Regions from separate parts of the Mus musculus genome. Here region 2 is linked to region 1. The links are chromatin contacts, called in public Hi-C maps. All regions are on one chromosome and are shown on one strand. Each heading gives the region's core, a stretch centred on a gene start, on an enhancer-like site or on the middle of the called end of the contact. The rest is flanking DNA. Distances are from core to core; before and after follow the strand shown.

Evidence for each region. A called contact is a pair of places that touch in the nucleus more often than the background predicts.
Region 2: a contact with region 1 is called in a Hi-C map of nephron progenitors, with 2.7 times the contacts expected there. The contact joins the enhancer-like site here to the promoter of Prss22 in region 1. A contact is called at or near these places in 5 of 39 promoter capture datasets (3T3-L1-derived adipocytes, the C10 cell line, the HPC-7 cell line and 2 more), 2 of 15 datasets of contacts at CTCF or cohesin (CD8 T cells and the NIH/3T3 cell line), 1 of 484 Hi-C or Micro-C datasets (nephron progenitors), 1 of 115 datasets of contacts at active chromatin or transcription factors (effector CD8 T cells) and 2 of 9 other capture datasets (adipose tissue and liver).

The regions. Positions count from the first base shown.
Region 1 is chr17:23,996,634-23,999,911 of GRCm38.p6, forward strand. It overlaps Prss22 (protease, serine 22), which reads right to left and starts at 1,467. Exons shown (of 6, transcript NM_133731.2): 1 at 1,290-1,467; 2 at 678-704; 3 at 33-204. The coding sequence starts at 1,371.
Region 2 is chr17:24,119,711-24,122,988 of GRCm38.p6, forward strand. The region is part of intron 1 of Pdpk1 (3-phosphoinositide dependent protein kinase 1); the gene reads right to left. Among named protein-coding and RNA genes, the nearest start is that of Gm33409, 20 kb to the right of the region's middle. Within about 2 kb of position 1,766, at least 13 of the 459 cell types and tissues checked have an H3K27ac peak or open chromatin away from gene starts, as enhancers often do.

The DNA.
Region 1 (3,278 bases), core at 217-2,716:
GGAGAGTCAAAAGCAAGCCTGAGTCCACATACCTCTTAAAGCAGTGCGCGGCTGTGACCACCCAGCGGTTGGTGAGCAGGGAGCCTGCACAGTGGTGGGAGCCATTCTTGAGGATGCTAACAATCCAGGGCCACTGGGCATCCATGCTGTCCTCACCTCCCACAATCCGGTTCAGCTGCTGAGGCTTCCCACAGTCTGGGGACACTGGCACAAGGGATGGCATCTTCTGTCATCTCAGTAGACACAATTGTCTTCTGACTTGCCTGTCAACCCCCCTGCAAGGCCTCAAACCTGTGCCCAGCACAGCATGTGTCCAGCACAGCCTGCTGCTGCAGGGAGAGTGCCTGCCTGCCCTGTCCCTGTCCCCTTTAGTTATCAGGGACTGGCCCTTGCCTTCTTCTCTCCTTTATCTGGCCTTCCCTCCCACTCCCCTTAACCTTTATTTTTTTGGTTCTGTTGGTCCCTCACCCTTCTGTCCTCCCTTCTCTAGATTCATCACCTTCCTAAGCCCCACCCACCCACACAACTCCTCTTGCCTGTATCCATCCCATCCTCTTCAATCTCATGCTCCCCTGTGACTGGGGTCCCCACACTGACCTACCCTATAGAGTCAGATACAAAGACTGTCCACACCACTGCCCCACCCCCACCCAGCCAGGCAACCTGATCACACTCACCTCGGATGGTGGCAGCACTGATGGGAGCTGAGAGCAAGAGAATAAAGAAAGTGGTGAGGAGCCCTGTGCCCCATGCCTGGGGACTCCCCCACCTTCCCAAACAGACTCAGCCTGGGCCCTCCAGCACTGTTCGCTGCTCCACCACCTGTCACACACACACACACACACACACACACACAGACACACACACACACACACACACACACACTGTCACCCAGGTTTTCTCCCCCAGCTCCCATGAAAGCCCAGGCAGCTGCCTTCCTATTCCAGAACAGAAGGAGACCCAAGATGGAAATAGAGGAGGAAGAGGAAACAGGAGATGGAGGGCACAGGGAAGCGGTGAGAGGCGCTCCTGAGCAGGCACTGAGACCAGAGCACTCACATGCATTCAATCCTCATAGCTGCTAGGGAAACTGAGGCAGACCACATGCCAGAGGAAGGAGAACGGAGACAGGCATGGGGAGCCGATGATGAAAGGCAACAGAGGAAAGAAGAGAGACGGAACTCAAGGGAAGGAGCTGAGCTGAGCTGGCGAAGAGGAGGTGACTGTGGGAAGGAGGAGGAGGGAAGAGAGGATGTGGGGAGGAGGAGCAGCAGGCCCTTGGGGCTCACCTGTGGAAGTCAGCAGCACCAGAAGGATTAAGATGCTGAACTGGTCCCCACCCAGTGCTGGGGGAGGTCTGGAGATCATCATTGCTGGTATGGGTGGAGACCCAGCAAGGCTGCTGGCCGGCTCAAAGGACCTAAGGGCTGTGTTGCTTGAGACTGGCAGGACGGGTGGCTGTAGTGTGTAGGGTTCCCTACAGGTTGCCCCAGGTTTTATCCTGTGAGGAAGAATGCTGTTGGACCAGTCCCCCAGGTGCCTGAGACTGGGCCACCCAGACTGTGGGTCAAGGAGGAGGTGGGGTTGCCAGAAGGAAGCAACCAGTTACTGGGTTCTAGGGATGCTACCAGGAGACTGGATGGGGGTCTCCAGATCAGTTGTATGCCCGGGGTCACCCTGCATGGGGGGTTGGGGGGTGAGGGGGGAAAGTAGAGACTTGCTGACTGCCTAGGGCATGGTTTTAACACTGACTCCCAGGTAAACAGAGAAAGAGCCCTGTAGTTTGCAGACTGTTTGGGGTAGGAAGTGACTCAGTCTGAAATGGCTGGGGTTGCCAGGGGGACCTTGTTCCTTAACGGCCCATGTCCAGGGCCCTGGTTGCTTCCATGACTCAAGACAGACACTTGGGGCCCTGGAATCCCGTTAGCCCACTTCCCCGAAAGCTGTGACTCAGGCCCCAAAGGGACGGGCATAATGGCCTCTTGGCCATTTGGCCAAGCTGTCCCTGGCACTTCCTCTCAGTTGTCACTGTAGGTGACCCTCCGGTGACTCATTTCTCACCTGAACTCCAGGGAGCAGGCCAAGCCCAAAGCAAGAGCCACAGCCTATGCGCCCCACACACACTTGGGAAGAACTAACCCTGTGGTCACGTTCACACCATGGGACCTACACACACACACACACAAAGGACCAGGGAGCTGGGCTTTGGGAAGCTTAGGTGCTGTAGGCTGGTGTGGATTGTCCTGACTAAGTGTCCTATACTCATGACACCCTCACGTCAAGCAGGAACCAGCGACATCATCCCAAACAAATGTATTCCTCTCCCCAGGGTTAGATCCTGGGATCAGACCTGGCTGTGGAGGAAATGGGTTCAGTGAAAATAGTACTGCAGTCTGAGGCTCTGCACCCCACTTTGTGCCGTCCCCAAGCTCCCTCATCACCCAAGAAACCTGGGCTGGTTCGGGGATATCGTAGCCTGGCTGCTCACTGGATTGACGTGGGAACTTAGTGGCCCCCCCCAGCAGGATCGGAGGTGCCTGACTCTCCTTGGGATAGCCCACAAAACTTACTCTGAAGAAAAGACCATGAATAAGTGTGGGAACAGCTACAGTAACACTGAACCCAGGGAAAGAAAGAGAGGTTGATCTCTTCCCACCTCTGGGCCAGCTGCAGCTCTCTTGGGAGTTCCCTGACCTGGGCCTCCAAGTTGCCCAGAGCTGGCCCTGCAGGTCCCTGTGTTGCCCACCTCAACTGTTTGAGATTAAGGTGGTATTAGGCCCAGTTAGCACATGTATCCCTCTCTCTGGCAAGGTGACACTCACATAACCTTGCCTGGGTACTGTGAACTGCAAATAGACTAAGGTGTGTTCTATGGGGAAGGAGGCAGGCAGGCCAGGGTTAACCTGCAGGCAAGATGAGACAGAGAACCCCTGCCCCACCCCACCCCAAACATGCAAAATGTGTGGCCTCAGGAACCCCAGTGGTGCATTCTTCACCTCCTATGATTGTGGGTGTCACTACAGGAACAGCCAAGATGAGGACAGCTTCCTAGACACCCCAGAGGCTATAGAGCAAATGTGGGGGGAGCACTCACTCATCTAATCACATGCCCCCTCAGGGCCACTTCTGCACCCTCAGCTGCTCCCACACCATTTTAACCTACTCCCTGTGACACGGAGGGCCTTGGTCACCCCAACTCATTCCACAAACATTTCTTGGGCCCCTGCTATTTGGCAAGCCCTGAGCTAGGGTCACCCAGTGAGGAATGAGGCTCGGGT
Region 2 (3,278 bases), core at 516-3,015, 120 kb after region 1:
AATATGATAACCCAAAATCATGGTAAGCTAACGTTTCTGGTTACTCAACAAATTTTGAAATTTAAAGCAACAAAAAGCAAGTCTACTATCCCTCTTCTCTCTGGAAGTCAGAGCACCTCATTCACCACAGCTGGGTGTACATATGTGCCCCTAGCACTTAACAGTATCACCAGCAGTTTGAGCAAATCAGTCTGGGTAAAACTACATTTCAAAGACAAACAATAATAAAAAATCTCTAATTTCAGCATTCCAGAGGCAGAGGCAGATGGACCAGGACCAAGCCTGGTCTACATAGAGAGTTCCAGGACAGCCAAGGCTATACGACAAGATCTCATCAAAAGCAAACAAAACAAGCAAGCAAGCAAGCAAACAAACAAACAAACAAAAACACCTCAAGGCTGGAGAGATGACTCAGCAGTTAAGATCACTGGCTGCTTGCTCTTCCAGAGGATCCCAGTTTGATTCCCTGCATCCATATTGTGGCTCACAAAGATCTCTGACCCGAGTTCTAGGAAATCCAACAGATGTACATATGGTGCACATATATGCACACAGGGAAAATATTTATACACATAAAAATAAATAAACCAGCCAGGCAGTGGTGGTGCACGCCTTTAATCCCAGCACTCTGGAGGCAGAGGCAGGCAGATTTCTGAGTTCGAGGCCAGCCTGGTCTACAGAGTGAGTTCCAGGACAGCCAGGGCTACACAGAGAAACCCTGTCTTAAATAAATAAATAAACAAGCAAACAAACCTATGCCTGTCCTACAGACACCTTGTTGTTTCCAGAACCACATTCTCAGCCAGGTGGTGGTTGTACATACCTTTAATCCCAGTACTAAGGAGGCAGAGGCAAGTGAATTTCTGTGAGTTTGAGGTCAGCCAGGTCTAGAGAGTGGGTTCCAAGACAGTCAGAGCTACAGAGAAACCCTATCTCGAAAAACAAAAGAAACAAAATAAAAACCCTAATTCCTAGTCACTCACTTTTGCAATTAAGAATGGAAGCTTCAGCTAGACATGTTGGCACATGCCTTAATTCCCATAACTTGGGAAGCAGAGACAGGTAGATCTCTGAGGTCTCTAGGCCAGTCAGGTCTCAGGATACATTCCAAGATAATCAGGGCTACAGAGATAAACCCTACCACAACCACCACTCCCATCACCACCAAAAGGAGGAGGAGAGGGAGGAAGAGGAAGAGGAAGAGAAAGAGGAGGAACAGGAGCAGCAGCAGGAGCAGCAGCAGGTTCAGCCTGCCTCACTGGCAATTTCATACCAGATATGGACAAGTCAGTGTGGCACCTCCCCTCCTGGAGTCTCCTACCTACTATGCCTTGGTATCCTGGTTCTAAGTGAACTGGTAGAATACACTTGACGTTCTCTGAGGACTTGCAACTGGTCAGACACCCCCCACCCCAAGTACTGAGTTCAACCATCTCACTCTCAGGAAGCAGAAACTCTGAGCCAGTGAGATAGCTCAGTGGGTAAAGGTGCTTGCCATATCAAACCTGATGACCTTACTTTGATGTCCCCAGAACCCACATAGGAAAGAGAGAATCGACTCCTACAAGCTGTCCTCTGAGTTTTACCCATCTAAGCACAAGCCAAGAATTCTGAGTGCTTGTGAGAAAAGAAACCATGGCAAGAGTCTTCTGACTACAGTTTCTTCAATAGCCTGGAATTATTCTTGGAATGTGTTTGTCTCCTCCGGATACAAGTGAGTTGACTCCAGCTGTTGTTATTCATTATGTCCATACAGAAAAACCTGGTTTTGCCATGTGCGGTTTTTGTACTTGTGATTGTACACTTTGCTCAGGTGACTCCTCTTAACTCTGAATAAAGTTGGCAATTGCATGAGACTTTAGTCCACTTCATTTTTAGGCTCTGCTCTCCCAGATTCATGTACCTGAGCAGAACAGGAAATACACCATATGCTATGGCACATGTTTGTTCACATACACAAAAGTAGTAAAAAAAATTTAAATAGAAATTCATGGAAAATTAATGAGATACTTTTTTTTGTTTCTTTGGTTTGGTTTGGTTTTGGTTTGATTTGGTTTTTTGAAGCAGGGTTTTTCTCTTTGTAAGCCTGGCTGTCCTAGAACACACAGAGATCTACCTGCCTCTGTCTCCCAAGTGCTAAGATTAAAGGCATGCACTACCATGCCTGGTGACATATTCATTCTTAGATGAAAATACAGAGGGTCATGGGAATGAAAAGATGGCTCACCACTTAAGAGAACTGGATGCATTTTTAGGATACAGGCTTGGTTCCCAGCACCCATATGCTGGCTCACAACCACCTAACTCCAGGTCTAGGGGATCTGTTGCCCTCTTCTGGCCTCTGAGGGTACCAAACATGCATGTAATACATAGACATACATGTTGGCAAACTACTCCTGTGTCCACCAAAACCAGACTCAATAGAAGAATGCAACACATTGCTCTGCTGAGTGTTTTAAGAAATTATCAATCTATGAAGCAGCTCAAAATTGCTAAACGTAACAAACATTTGATCAGCAAACACACTGATACAAACAAATATGAAGGCAAAAGAAAACAAATAATTGGCGGGTTTCTTCTCTGCCTTATCTCAAGTCACATATCAGAAGTTTTCTGGAGCTTCAGACAGTAGCTTCACTAACCCTCTGGTAGAGACTAATTTCTAGGTACATAAAGGCTTATTTTTGCTAACTGTAGAACCATACATTGGTAAAGCACCTCAGTCCCTAAATACCTGGTAGGTAGCAAGTTAACCATGCATGGGCAGCCTGGTCTGCCCAACGAGAGAGGCTTGGGTAGTGATGTTCCTGAACAAGATGGTTCTCAGGTATTTAAAAGGAAAAAAAAAAAAATCAGGTCAGTCATGACAGCCCATGCCTTTAATCCTATTGAAGGCTACTTCCCTAGCATAGCTATAGTCATTTTGTTCCATGCCTGTCAGCTATTTCATATTGTTACGGTAATATGCCTGCCAGTCACTGACACAGAACAGGGTCAGGTTGACCACATACATACCCTGTTGTGTTCTGAGGTTTGTTAATCTTAAGAAATTTCACAACTATCGGCTTCACATAGGACCCATCAACGGTCAATCTGAACTGTTACTTCTTTTTTTAAAAAAAGATTTATTTATTTTTTATTTATATGAGTACACTGCAGCTGTCTTCAGACACACAGTAGAAGAGTGCACCGGATCCCATTACAGATGGTTGTGAGCCACCATGTGGTTGCTGGAATTGAACTCAGGACCTCTGGTAGAGCAGCAGTGCTTTTAACCA